2 separate regions of the Sus scrofa genome follow, and region 1 is linked to region 2. Evidence: chromatin contacts called from public Hi-C data. All regions are on one chromosome and are shown on one strand. The core of a region is the stretch at or near the end of the contact, and the rest is flanking DNA. Distances in the headings are between cores, read along the strand shown. Region 1 holds the start of SYNE3 (nesprin-3). Region 2 holds the start of CLMN (calmin (calponin-like, transmembrane)).

What was found. A called contact is a pair of places that touch in the nucleus more often than the background predicts.
Region 1: a contact with region 2 is called in a Hi-C map of liver, with 2.1 times the contacts expected there. The contact joins the promoter of SYNE3 here to the promoter of CLMN in region 2. A contact is called at or near these places in 1 of 5 promoter capture datasets (liver) and 5 of 47 Hi-C or Micro-C datasets (embryonic fibroblasts, epiblast stem cells, liver and 1 more).

Annotation. Positions count from the first base shown.
Region 1 is chr7:116,766,942-116,773,705 of Sscrofa11.1, forward strand. SYNE3 (nesprin-3) reads right to left here and starts at 3,364. Exons shown (of 20, transcript XM_003128709.4): 1 at 3,289-3,364. LOC110261759 (collagen alpha-1(I) chain-like) reads left to right here and starts at 2,650. Exons shown (of 2, transcript XM_021100087.1): 1 at 2,650-4,038; 2 at 4,252-4,668. The coding sequence starts at 2,650. The coding sequence ends at 4,290.
Region 2 is chr7:116,585,346-116,592,963 of Sscrofa11.1, forward strand. CLMN (calmin (calponin-like, transmembrane)) reads right to left here and starts at 4,836. Exons shown (of 15, transcript NM_001243882.1): 1 at 4,717-4,836. The coding sequence starts at 4,798. It overlaps LOC102159358 (a long non-coding RNA gene), which reads left to right. Exons shown (of 3, transcript XR_002346038.1): 3 at 1-2,548. LOC102159451 (a long non-coding RNA gene) reads right to left here. Exons shown (of 2, transcript XR_002346200.1): 2 at 7,556-7,618.

The sequences.
Region 1 (6,764 bases), core at 2,114-4,613, 180 kb after region 2:
TGCAGCGCCGCCCCCCTCCCCATCCCCCAACCCCAGCCATGACCCTCTGAATCCCAATCTCCTCTCCCCAAAACCTGAGATGATACTGGACTTTTACGTAAGGTAATCACCTTCTTGCTTTTTGCCATCATTTTATATCTCAGGTGCATATCACTAAACAACGCGCTGTTCCTGCGCTTGTGTTTTTGAGCTTCCTCATTTCCTGAGCGGCTCTCTGCCTTCCCCCTGAGTCTTTCAAAGTATTTCAGGGAAGGTGGGATTCCCTTTGCCAAATCTGGAGCCTAGAAATCCAGGCAAGAGGTGGTGCAGGCCACACTACATTGTCACAATTACACTAGGAGGACTGGTAATGAGAAAAACCATGCTGGCGCCTCTTTCTGGTGTGGCCCCGCCCCATGCTGGGTGTTCTGCTGAGCACTGTCCCTCGATCAGTCACAGCAACCCTCCAGGGAGGTGCGGGGCCTCTAAACTCTGTTTTAGAGATGACAAAGTCGGGGCTTCAGCTTCCTAGCTGCTCATTCCCAGAGGTTTCATCTCTAAGACTTTCTTTCTTTTTTCTTTTTACAGCCACACCCACGGCATATGGAAGTTCCCGAACTAGGGGTCGCATTGGAGCTGCAGCTACCAGCCTACACCTCAGCAATCCCGGATCCGAGCCGCGTGTGCAACCTATGCCACAGCTTGTAGCAACGTCGGGTCCTTAACCCACTAAGGACCCAACGTCAGGTCCCCCATCCCTAAGTCCTGAAGCCAAGATTTCTTAAGGGGTGGGCACGTCCCCGACTCCCAGGTTCCTCTCCTGGTGACACAGTTGGGCTACTTTTAGATGTTAAAGGGGGAAAATATGCTTGGACTCCACTTCTTCCAGCCAATGCCGACATCTAATGATGACTGGGTCCTGCCTCACCAGTACCGTTCTCCTGATAATTAACATATAACGCGGTCCCTGAGTCGTCTGAGAGGCTCTGTAGAGGCATGAAGAGCATTGTCAAATGCCGTGGGTCCATGTCCTAACTCCACGACTCCCGGCCTCTGAATTGCTCTCCTCCATTGTACCCAGGCCGACAGTGGCAGCCTTGCCTAAGGTCACCTAGGAGGTGAGAGACAGGGGATGCTCCACCGCAGGCCCCTCTCAAAAATCTCTCCCCTGGGGTCAAGGACCAGCCTTCAGTCCCAGAAAGAGCCCAGAGCGAGAGGATGCAAAGCCACCCACCACTTGACAGGCATGGGGACATCAAGGCTGGGGGCGGGGAGGCGGAACTGAGAGGGAGGACACTCAGGTGTCCCAACCAGACCCCGTCACCCCAAACTGTGACAGCTGCTCCCACATGCGGAGCCTGACACCACACAGAGTGCGGTTCATGGGCCGTCCCACGTCATTCTCAGGGCAAGTCCTAGGGTCATCGCCTTTCCGGGGGAAGGAAACTGAAGCTCTGAAAGGCGAAGTGACTTTTCCTTGGTCTCACAGCTGGGAAAAGGCTGTATGGCACGGCTGGTCTGACCTGGCCACCCCCATCTCTAACGGCTGAGCAACACTGGAGGGCCCCATGCCTGCTGGACTCCCGGGGGCTCCAGGGTGCTTTGGAGGTTGTGCTGGAACTGCCCACTCCAGCCTCCCCAGAATGGAGGTCACCCCACCATCAAGCCAAGGTCCCCCAACAGCCCTACCCCATCACAAGGCAGAGTGGCCACCCAGGCAGGACATGTCGGAGGCTGCAGGAGAATGTGGTTGGTTCCCATGGAGACAGAAGGGAACTGCAACTTCCCCCTGAAGAGTGCCTCAGGGGTAGAGGCCAGCGCGCATCCTGGGGCAGAAACCTGAGCCACCAGCAAATCCTCAAGTCCCCTCCCCAGGACCCCTAGCAAGAGAGGAATGAGTTCCTAAAATAAGCCTCCCTGGCCCACACCCACTCCAGCTGCCCTCTGAGGGGCCTCTCAGCCATAAAGGACGCCCCGGGGCCAGCAGGCTTGGCACAGCTGTGGCGTCTGCCCCAGCGCGGTCCCGCCTGCGGAATGTGCAGACCCACACGTGTCCGAGGGCCCGCTGGGGCACAGTTTCAGGAAACAGTGCAAAACAGCCTGTAGGCACAGCCCTCTGCCTCCCCGCTCCTGACCCCTGATAGCGGTTGGCAGTCCCAGCGGAGCAGGAGGCACGGCTGGACCCTTCAGGAGTCAAGTTCAGTTCTTGGCTGTGTGGCTCTGGGCAAAACACTCCCTCTCTCTGGACCTGTTTCCCCGCTGCTGCGGATGAAGGAGGCTGTCCTGTCAAGCTCAGAAGGGCAGCGATTTTGCGACATGCTCCCTTCTCCCCACTGTCCCCTCTTTCCCTCGTTCATGTGAGATGAGGGATGCCCGCTGGACGCATCAGGCTCCCCGACTGGCAGCCCTTGGCTGTATCCTTCACTAGTGCCATGAGGAAGCTGGGAGAGGGCCCAGGGCAGCCTTGGGCCAGAGCTTCAGGGCCAAAGTAGTAAAATCGTAACATTCGTTATCACCCAGCCCAGTGGAGTCCCCTGTCTTAAGAGCCCTGAAGCGGAGGTCAGTGGGTTTTGAGAGCACTCACTGCTCCTGGGTTGACCAACGGCCAGGTCCACCAGGTCCACTGTTTGCAGCCAAGTTCTGAAGTTTGTAAGGGGAGTCAGCATCCATATGGGGCCCCCTCAGGCCCCGCAGGAGATTTTCGGCCTCACCACCACGACCTTTAGAGACGTGGATGAGGCTCAGAGAGGGCGAGAAGCTTGCCCAAGGCTGCACAGCCAGAGACGGGTTCTAAATGAAACTGACGCTGCCTGCGGATGCGACTTCCTCTTCCTACAGAGAGCTCTGAGCCCTCAGGCACTACGGAGCAAGCTCGTGGTCGCCGGGAGGGGGTACTCCTGCCGGTGTTTACTGCCCCAGCCGGGGACACGCGGCGGCGCTAGCCCGCATGACTGGTCCGCTCGTCCCAAGAGGAGGCAGAGCGAAGACTCGAGGCGGTGCCCGTTAGGGACGCGCTGCCCGGGGCTTATGGGCTTTTTCTTGGGGACTGTACCCGCCGGGCTGGGGAGCGGAAAGGCTCGGGGATTTTGCACACTGCAAGGAACTGTTGGGTTTAAACTAAAAATACCCGCCCGCCCGCAGCTGTCACTCCAGGGCCCCCGCCCCCGGCGCGCCTCCCCAGGTCCCCTTGACTTTCGGCGACTCCGATCCCCAGGGGACGTGCCAGGGCTGGGCGGGGGACTGAGGACCCGACCCTCCCAGCCCCCGGCCCGGCCACCCAGCCCCGGCACCCAGCCCCGAGCCACTTACCCGGCCGGGAGCGTGCGGGAGCGCGGCGCCGCGGGCAGTGCTGGCCGAGCCGCCCTCCTCCTCCCTGCGTCCCGGGCGGCTCCGGAGCGGGGCGGGGCCGGGGCGGGGCCCGGACACTCGCCCCCGCCCCGCCCAGTCCCCTCCGGACCCGCCGCGGGAGCCGCCCCGGGCCCCGCCACCTCGGCGGGTGGGAGAAGGACGATCCTGGCTCTGCCCTCTTGGCAAAGGGCCGAGGAGCCCGGCCTCAGCCCGGTGGGCACCCCATCGCGGACCCCCTCCCCCGGGGCAGGGGGGGAGCGCTGTCGTGGGGGCTCCGCACCCTCACCCCTGTCACCCCTGGCCCCGGGCCCACAACTGCCCTCTCCGCTCAGTAGCTTCCCCGAGCCTCGGCACCCCCCCCGCGCCTGCCTCGGCCCGGGTCTCATCCTCGGGGATGGCACGGAGCTGCCTCTACTCAGGGGGAAGTTGGATCTGGGGAGTTCCTCTGTGTGTCCCGCCTTGGGGAGGGGGCTAGGGGCCTGGAGGGTCTTGCCCTCTCAGAGCCCAAGTGGGGACAAAAGAAGGGGCACCCTTCCCGGAGGCGCGAAATCCAAGGAGGAAGTGACACCTATCAGCCAGCCTGAGAGTGGAGGCGCCCCATCCGGCCCCTCCCACCCCACAGTCCCCGGAGCCACCACGCAAGGCATCTTCAGGCCCCAGGCTCGGATGGGAGATCCCCAGGATGCCAAGCGGAGGACATGGGGGCGGAGGGTGAGTCACGAGGAATGTGGATCCCACCTATAATCAACCGCCCACCAACCCAAGGGCCAAGAATGTGCCTGCCCTCCTCGTCCCCGCGCACCCCGCCCCCCAGCGGACACTTCCTCCCACGCGTCCTCAACCCCTGATCGGGGGATTCCACCAACTCTTTAACCTTACAGCTGAAAATTTAAATGTGAGCTGCCTCTGCCTTTGTCCTCCCAGCCCATTCAGGCCTTGGACTACCCGCCACCACAGCGCTGAGCTTTGCCCGCGTAATTACAGGTTTGCATGATCGGTTCCGCCTCCTTTGGATGGGGCTGGGAGCCTCACGAAGGCTACAACTTGCAGAACTCTGTACCACGTGGACTCCGCTCTTCACAATTTAGCTGTGGTTACGCCCATTTTGCAGATAAGGAGTGAAGTAGCTGCTCCAAATCTCCAGCAACCCGGAGGGTGCTTTCCTCTTTGGTTCCTTAGTGAGGCTGGCAGTTTGATGAATAAATCAGCATAGAAATTAGTGTCCAAAGAGAGATTAAATTAGGAGTGCCTGTTGTGGCGCAGTGGAAACGAATCTGGCTAGTATCCAAGAGGATGGCCCTGGCCTTGCTCATTGCATGAACTGTGGTGTGGGCGGCAGACTCAGCTCCGATCTCGCATTGCTGTGGCTGTGGTGTAAACTGGCAGCCATAGCTCCGATTCATATTCAGCCCCCTAGCCTGGGAACTTCCCTATGCAGCAGGTGCGGCCCTTAAAAAAAAAGAGACCAAAAAAAAAAAAATGAGATATTAAATTGTAAAATAGGACCACGTAGTAATTGTCTGTGTGTGTGTGTGTGTGTGTGTGTGTGTGTGTGTTTTCCATACTGGGAGCAAGGTAGAAGGATACCAAAGCTTAGAATTAACACTGTGGGTAGACCTAGCCTGGGTTAAAGAGCTCAGTGTCAGCCACACCTCCTAACTTGAACCAATTTAGTAAGTTATAATTATTCACAGATGCAGAGGTGATACACAAAAGGGCCTCTTTCATCCTTGCCTTTGGATTGTTCTAGGTGTCCAGTTATATTTCTCATTATCATCCTGACTCTAGCAGGGGTACTGCTGCAGGCTTTGGGGTTACAACCGTTTAGCTGAGGGTACGTACGGACAGCCATCAACAATGACGATAATTCCGGGCATTTGGAGAATGCACTTTGCTTCTCCAAATGTCTGCCTGAGTATCTCCTCTTAAATCTCTGCAGCGATGCTCCAGGTAGTTAACAACAGTTTGAGTTCTCTTATGACCGGAAATTAAAGCAGCAACAGGTCAGGTGGCTTGCAGGTCAGGTGACTTGCAGGAGCGTCACACCTGCTGGCCTGTCTCCTGAGAGGCTGGAGGCTCTCAAGTCAGTCTTCTGCAGTGAGAGATGGTTTGTTTGGTGCAGTGGGGCGTGAAGAGCTCACGCTCAGGTGCCAAACTGCCCAAGCTTTTGACTTTCAGCTCATCGCTCATTTCCTCTTCTGTTAAATGGGTCTAATAACAGTGACGTCTCTTGAATGGTTTTGTGCCTGGTATTGTGAGCACCCAGCTCATGTGAACTGTTCTGGGGCTAGTCGGCCTGGCTAAGAGCTCCCTTGCACACAGTCCTTCAGTCCTGTATCACAGATGTCCTGAGCACCTACTATGTGCTAGAGCCCCCCCCCCCCAGAGGTCACAGGGCAATGATCCTGTGCCCAAGGGGCTGAAGCCTGTGGTGCAGAGATGGACTGTTCCTCTCTCTACAGAGCACCAGTCATCACTGAGACCCCCAATCCCAGACCCAGCTCTGCTGCTTGACTGAGGGAACTTCGGCAAGCCGTGTAACCTCTTAACACCTTGATTTTCTCATCTATTAAATGGGGAGAGCAATAATATTTCATAAGTGAGACTACATGGGATAAAAATATTTTATCAACTGCAAAATACCACGCAGATATTATTAGTTTTCTTGTCATTACCAGCTTGAGCTTTACAGGGCAGAGTACTTTTCAAAACACACTCCCATTGCTTCCCCTAAGCCTGACATAAAAAACAGGACCTGGAGTTCCCCTCGTGTTGCAGCAGAAACAAATCCGACTAGGAACCATGAGGTTTTGGGTTCGATGCCTGGCTTCACTCAGTGGGTCAAGGATCTGGCGTTGCCATGATCTGTGGTGTAGGTTGAAGATGTGGCTCGGATCCTGCGTTGCTGTGGCTGTGGTGTAGGCCGGCAGCTGTAGCTCTGATTAGACCCCTAGCCTGGAATCTCCACATGCCACGGGTATGGCTCTAAAAAGCAAAAAAAATTAAAAATAAATAACAATAAAAGTAACGGCTTTAAAAAGCAAAAAACAAAAAAGAAGGACCTTACTTTTTTTTCTGTTTTTTTGTGGGTTTTTTTTTTTTTTTTTTGTCCTTTTCTTTTTGTCTTTTTAAGGCAGCACCCGTGGCATATGGAGGTTCCCAGGCTAGGGGTCAAACTGGAGCTGTAGCTGCCGGCCTACACCACAACCACAGCAGCACTGGATATGAGCTGTGTCTGCAGCCTACAAGGCAGCTCACGGCAGCACCAGATCCTTAACCCACTGAGCAAGGCCAGGGATCGAACCTGCATCCTCTTGGATACTAGTTGGGTTCTTAACCTACTGAGCTACAATGGGAACTGCAGGACCTTATTTTTCATTAATTATGTGGCAGCCGTTTGCAACTCCAACCTAGTTCACATGGAAGGGAAGAGAGTT
Region 2 (7,618 bases), core at 3,586-6,085:
CTGATCTGGAGGGCCACGCGGGCACAGTCCTGCCCCAGCCTGCCTTCAGGCCGTGCCGGTGACTTCGGGTCTTCCAATGCTGTGCGACACAGAATTCACGCAGTCAAGTTTCTGCTCTGCTCTCAAGGTCTGGTTCCAATGCTTTCTCTCCCCCCCACCCCCTGCCAACAGAGGCCCTCCCTGTTCTCAGCCCTGAGGCTACCAGCTCCTTGACCTGTTCAGCCTTGGCCCAAGATTTACAGAGCCAGCACGATGGGAAATGTGGCTGAGTCTGACTCGGTGGGGTTCAAATCCCAGTTCCACTTACAAGCCCATGACCTTGGCAAGTCATTCCAGCTCTCCACCTCTGAAGTAGCCTCAAAGGCTTGTGGAAAGCCCTGAGGGAAGAGGTTTGCGCTGAGCCTGCCCTGCAGGCTGCTCTGAGCTGGGCTAACTGTCACTACCTGGGTTTGACAGTCAGTTCCATGTGTCCCGAATCGCAGTTCTGACTGCTAAGCCTGGGCAGTACTGCTTCTCAGCAAATGCTGACTGACTGAGGGAGACGAGGGAGACGCTGGGGGGCGGTGGGACGGGGGGAGGGGGGTGGCCTGCAGGGCCCAGCTGGCAGCACTGGACACCCCACCTAGCTGGCTCCCCCAGAGGTGCAGTGAGAAAGCCTGTGTCTCCCTAGCCTCACCTAACTCCATCCACCTCCAGCTCTGGGTGCCAGGTCTTAGCCGAGTCGCTCCGGAACAATGTCGTCAAGGATCACAGAATCAGACCCAACCGGCGCCAGAGCAACAGGAGACGGCCCCGACCCAAATGGGCGTCTGTGCTGCCAGAAGCAGAAAATTCGAGCCAGGGTCTGGCTGAGTGCCATGATGGCTTCATGCTCCTTAAAGGCAGGGACAAGAACCAACTCTTCATTCCCTGCTGCCTGCACAAGGCCCTACGCCTGGCACACGTCTGCTAAACTGAACAATAGGGGCTGTGAAGCTTGGGGGCGGTGGAGGCTTCCTCCGTAAATGGGAGCATCTTCCAAATCCTGGCCCAATGCCTGGACCAAGAGTCAAGTGACCCCAAATTGGTCCAAGTGACCCCAGAGCCGGTGGAGTGTTTGGCTGGACCCTGAGGTCACATCCAAGAGGGAGAGGGGGCGGCCAAAGCAGTCTTGTCATCGGAAGGGCACCGGCGCCCTTGCTGCCCACAGGCTGGCAGAGCACTAGGGCACAGACCTTAACCAGCCGCCTCCAGCCTCAACTCTAGCCCATGCAGCTCCAAGGATGCAGAGGCCACCAGGTGGCAGCTGCCAACATCCTGCAATTCCAACTGCTCTCCGCAAAGGTCAGCAGCTTGGGCCGCCCCCGTTTCCTTGCCAAAAGGACCCTGTGAGGGTGGCAGAGGCAGCTTTGCCCAGAGGGACAGCCATGCTCTCCGCCAGAGTCCTTCATTTACAAGCCTTTTTATGAGCGTAGCTAGAGGACTTGGTGCATCCATGTGTCAGGTACAGGGAGTTGTCACAGCCTCCCCTGAGCGAGGCTGTGCTTTCTGCCCAGCTCGTCCCGACCTCCAGGGACAGGTCAGGAAATCTGCATTCCAACATTCCCCAGGGTTCGGCCTGGAGACATCACAGTTAATTTGATGGTGACATCACAATTACATTTGCATGGATTCCAGAATTCCACAGCTCAGGGCCACAGACAAAAGCTTGATGGAGGCTGGGTGTCCTCGTCTGTCCCTGTGATGGCAGATTTGTGAAATCCCACTGTACCCGGCGTCCCATCACCACGACAACTGCTCCTCCCGGTGCTGATGGAAGTACAGAGCTTGGAAAACAACCCCTCTGCCTGGACTCCTGCCTCCCTTGACTACCCCTGTGTGGAGGTCAGATGAATGAGGCCCCCCGCTTGCGTGTCATCCAGACGCATCCAGGGCTGGCTGACACCCACCAGCTCGTTCAGGCAGATGCTCTAATAGAAGCAAAGGCTGCCTTCCGGACCCGGCCCTTGGCTTGGACTTCCTGAGTCCCACAGAGACAAGGCAGGAAAAATGTCTATGGGGCAGCCCTGGAGACAGGGATGCCGAGGGAAAGATGCAGAGACGAGCCGGATTCCTGTCCCCACCTCCTCTCCCATCTCCCAGCTTCTTCTCAGTGATGCTGGGCCCAGCAGTACAGCCACCAACCAACAAGTCCACAGTGCACACACACCCCCCCACCGCCTCTCCCCCAAGCCAGGACTAACAGCTCCAAACACTTGCAACAGCCCTGGACTGCAGACAACCCAATGGCCCTCACTGAAGATCAGATCAACAAACTGCGTGTATCCATACGATGGCAGAGTCCTGGGCGAAAACAAGGAACTACCGACTGCCTGGATCCAGGGCTGGGAGCCAAGACCCACACAGATGCCGGGGACTAGGGAGCTTTACCAGGTAGCGAAAGCATGCCCAACCGCGTTGTCGGGATGCTGGCCCAACTCCCCAGATTGACGAAAAGAGACTGAGTCATAAACTTAAAACAGGTGAACTTTATGATATGTAAATATATGTCAATAAAGTGGTTTTAGCAAAACAAACAAACAAAAAGAACTACTGACACAAGCAAGAACACGGGTGACTCGTGCCAATAGGATGTGGAGCAAAAAAAAAGTCAGTTCCAAAGAGTAAACATACTCTTATACCTATTTAATTTTATGACTTCTAGAGGCAAAATGTAGCAATAGAGATAAAAAGAGTAGCTGCCTTGTTGCAAGGGGGTGAGTGGGAAAGGAGGCAGGGCATCCAAAGTGGGTACTAGGTGGTGGTTACACAGGTGTATCCATTATGTACAAATATACTGGGTTTGTACATTTTATATACATACACATAATCATAAATAATATACACAAAGTTAAAAGTATCGTTTCATTGGCAAAGCGCACTAATGCTCAAATTGTAATTGGCAATGGCCTAAAATTGAGGACAGTTCACTGGGAGCTGAGGGAGCGCCCACTCTGTGAACTTCTACCCAACCCTCAAGGCCCATTTCAAATTGTCCCTGTTTGGTGAAGGCGTCTCTCACTGTGCCAGGTGTAACTAACTGCTCATATTGTTGAGGAGCCCTTCGCAAAAGTTGATGATCTTTACGCTGAGAGTTGAGGGGTGCAGGAAATTGTTGCACCAAGAATTGGTGCGTGTGTGCTTCTTAAACATCCATGGTTGCCTACAATAAACACACACACACATACACACACCCTGACAACCCAAACCAGATGCCATCTCAGCAAAGATACTAACGCCCCCCCCCCAAAGAGGATGTCAGTTCGCTGGCAATAGGACCCAGGCTCCAGACTTAGTTCAAAAAGACCATTTTCAACATTGCCAGCTCAATCCTTTCTTTTTACACAAATCACAGCAGAAAAGTTCAGGTAAGCCCAGCGCAAGCTCCGTTTCTCGTGTCCAGGGCACTGGGCTCCCCTCCTCCCCACCGCATGCCACCTCTGCCTGCGCTGTCCTTGCCCAACCTAGGGGTGGAGCTGGCCATGTGGACTCCCAGGAAACATTTTATCAGGCGTAAAGTTTAGACTGGACTGCCTGGTCATCCCCCAAGACTGCCCCCTGCCCCCTGGGGCCCGCTGCCCTTCAGCAGTGAAGCCACGGCACCTGCTTGGGAAGAAAGGGGGGACCCTACAGCCCCATCACCTCTCTGTCCAGGCCTCCCAGCTCTCTCTAAGCTGCCCACCCCCCACCTTGAACCTCTAGAAACCCAAGCCTGCAGGGGAAGCAGCTGAAGAAATGTCCCTGCCAGTCTCTGTGGGTGAAGAGAGGGCGGAGGTGGACTCTGTGCACTTCTGCCCGCAGATGAAAAGAGAGAGGCTGGAAGTACACAGCCACGAAAAGTAGCTTTCTTTGGGTGGGTAGGTGCATGGGTTATGGGGAGATTGCGGGTGAATTTTCTCCTTTACTTTTGTGCTTGCTCAGTTTCCACAATGAACGAACTCTTCGGAAAGGTGAATGCACTTCATCAGTGGTGGGAGCCCCCTCAGCCCTTGCCAGACGTGCTGGCTCCCAAGTTTCTCTTTCACCTTGACTCAAGGTAGACTTAGGTCCCAGATCGGCGCCAGGCGGGCGGGGCTATCGCCCTCCCCGCCCCCCAGCCCCCGGGAGCCCCGGGCCGGGGCAGGGGTAGCTCCCAGAACAAAGTGGCCGCCTGGCACCCGCCCCCGCCCCAAGCCGCACCTCTGACCCTGTCCGCACCGAGGCGCCGCCCCCCATTCAATTCCCCTGGCCCCCGGGGGTACTTAGGAAGTGTGCGAACACACACACACACACACACACACACACACACACACACGCAATCGCACTTTCTCCTCCCTGACCTGGGCCACCGCCCCCAAGAGTCCAAATACAAACTTCTCCAAACTTGCAGCTGTGGCTGGAGGGGGAGTCGGGACGATCCCTCCCCCCGGGGCAAATGGGACGCCCCTCACCTCCCCCACAAAACACACACACACACAGACACACACACGTGCGCCCCACCCCCTGGGCCACTGTTCCTCCGGCCGGGGCGGCAACGCCGGGGTTTGGAGGCGGGTGTCTCGACCCCCCCTTCCCCGTGTAAGTGACAGGACGGGGTCAGGACCGGGCAGTGGGCGGCGCGGGTCGGAGCTGCCCGGTGGGGGAGGGGGAGCGGCCCTCGGGGGGACCCCCGGGCGCCCCCAAGCCGCGCTCCTCTCCCGGGAGGCTGGGGCGCCTTACCTTGCAGGTTCTGGACGCGGATGTCGCTGATCTGTCCGATGAGCTCCTCGCGCTGGAACCAGTCCCATTCGGGCGCAGCCATGAAGCGCGGGCGGGAGGGCCGGAGCGCCGGGGCCGGGCGCGGGCGGCGGGCGCGGAGAGCCGGGCGGGCGGGCGTGCGAGCGGCACGCACCCGGCGAGGGCGCCGCGGAGCCGGAGCAGCGCGGGCGCGGGCGGGGCGCGGGCGGGGCGGGCGCGCGGTCGGGCCGCCCCCGCCGCGGGCGGGCAGCGGGAGAGCGCGGGGCGGCGGGTGCGGGGCGCCCGGCTCGCGCTCACTCCCCCATCCGGGGGCGGGGGCCCCGGGGGCGAGGGGAGGGGAGGGGCGGGGCGGGGCGGGAGGCTGGGCTCCGGCCGGTTTCTTTGCTTTCTTTTTTTTTTTTTCCGGGGTGTTTGTTGCTTGGATTGTTTGGTTGCAAGCGGGTGGGTGATGAGGCGCGAGGTCCCAGATTGTGATGTCTCAGGGGGCGGTGGGCCGGGTGACGCAACCCGGGCTGAGCCCGCGGGTCCCCGTACCTGGTCCCAGAGGACCGGCCCTCTCCCAGCCTTTACTCCCAGCGCTTCCGTGCCCCCCTCCCCGTCCCAGATGGGACAGACACACCACACCCTCTACGCCAGGTCCTCTCTCCCCGCACAGTTCGCACAGCTGGGGGAAGGCACCCCGCTGCGGAGGGAGAGGGGCCCGCGGTGTCCTTCAGTCCCAGGGACACCTAAGGGAGAGGGCCTGGGTAGGGAGCTAATATGTGTGGAGTCGGGGGCTTTCTCTTATCTGTCTCCAGATTGGGGGCCCATGGCAAGAAAGATTTCTTTCCTGGGTTTGGATATTGGGAACCTGTTTGGCGGGGACCCAGTCCAGAGATGACCCCCAGTTCTGGGGAGGAGAGAAAAAGCAGCTGACACCCTGAGGGAGTCAGCTGGGCCCCCGAAACTCCAAGTGACCCTCTCTGGGCTTTACTGGAAGTGAAAGATGAGTATGGGCCTTTCAGGTTGTGTGTGTGTGTGTGTATGTTTATTGTTTCTTTTGACTCTTGAGAGTTCCAGGATCTTGTGTGGGGCCCACGACTCAAACCTTAGGCAGAGTTCTTGCTTGGTTTTTCAAACACGGGAAAAGGGAGGCTTTGGAGTTCTGGAATGTGCCCAAGGCTGAGGAATGAGTTAGGGCCATGAGGTCCCAGCCCCCAGCTCAGTACTCTGACCCTTTCCGGCCAACACACACACACACACACACACACACACACACACACACACAGAGAGGCAGGAAAATGGCTTATATGTGAGATATTCTAAGAAAGAAAAAAACAGGCAGGGCTCAGTAAGCATCTGTACATGTGGGTCATGTTGATCGTTGCCATGTTCATGGAACTAAAATGCTAGAAACCCAGATGGGCTGCTCCCTAGTTAACAGATAACAGTGGGGCCCCCACTGGTGGACAGACCCTGTGCCCTTGAAGCACAGTGAGTCTAGGCTCAGGTAAATTCCTGGGCACCGGGGACAGCCCACAAACAAGGACATAAGACAGTTACAAACAGAAGAGAGTTCGAGGAGAAAAATCCCCTTGGGGTAAGAAACTGGAAAGGGGGGGAGTTCCTGTTGTGACACGGTGGAAACGAATCCAACTAGTATCCTTGAGGATGCCGGTTCGATCCCTGGCCTCGCTCCGTGGGTCAGGGGTCAGGCATTGCCATGAGCTGTGGTGTAGGTCACAGAGGCAGCTCAGATCTTTTGTGGCTGTGGTGTAGGCGGGCAGCTGCAGCTCCCATGTGACTCCTAGCCCGGGGGAACCCTCCATCATATGCCACAGGTACAGCCCTAAAAAACAAAAACAAAAACAAAGAAAAGGAAGAAACTGGGATGCGGACAGGGATGGGGGAGGTCTCTGAAGACTGACCTTGGAGCTGAGGCTGGAAGATGAAAGAATCAGCGTTGGGACAGCAGCTGGGGGGGGGGGTCAGTGGAGACGGCCCTGTGGCACAGCCAGGGACAGGGTGTGGCTGCCCTGTGGGCTCTCACTGCCTCGGGGAAGTTTATGAACAGGATGGATGGGATTTACCTGCGGGGTGCGGGGTGCGGGGTGCGAGCTTGCTTTTTCTTTCTCTTTGTTCTCCTTTTGCCAAGTTTCCCACCATGAGCACATATTTTTACAATCAGTCGGAAAACCAACAATCTCTTTTTTTAACCTCTGAGGCCCTTTCCAGGAGTTGCCCCAGTTCTCCTCGTCTGCAGGTCTCCATGGGGGTGGGGGCATGGGTGTCCTGACTTGTGCCCCCCAGGCTGAGGCTGGTGCTGCCTTCTCACTGATTTGATTTGAAAGCGCCCAGTCATTTCACACTCCAGAGAGCAGGGTCTGCTTCTGTGTCCTGCAAAGCAGGGTTGCTAGAAGCCAGGCATCACCTAATGTTGCCCCATCTGCTAGTCAGCTCCCGTTTTTACACTTCAATTTATTTTTCATAATCGTTATGGGGTGAAAGTCATTTTCTTTCCAAAGCAAAGAGCCCAGAGAATCAGCCTTCTTTTCCATCAAGATCTCAGGGAATAGGGAGTTTCCATCGTGGCTCAGTGGTTAATGAATCCTACTAGGAACCATGAGGTTGCCGGTTCGATCCCTGGCCTTGCTCAGTGGGTTAAGGATCCAGCATTGCAGTGAGCTGTGGTGTAGGTCCCAGACACAGCTCGGATCTGGCTTTGCTATGGCTGTGGCGTAGGCCAGCAGCTACAGCTCTGATTAGACCCCTAGCCTGGGAACTTCCATATGCTACAGGTGCGGCCCTAGAAAAGACAAAAAGATACACACACACAAAGATCTCAGGGAATAGAAGGCTTTAAACAAGAGTGTGGATGTTAGCTGCAGAGACGATGATTCAAAGA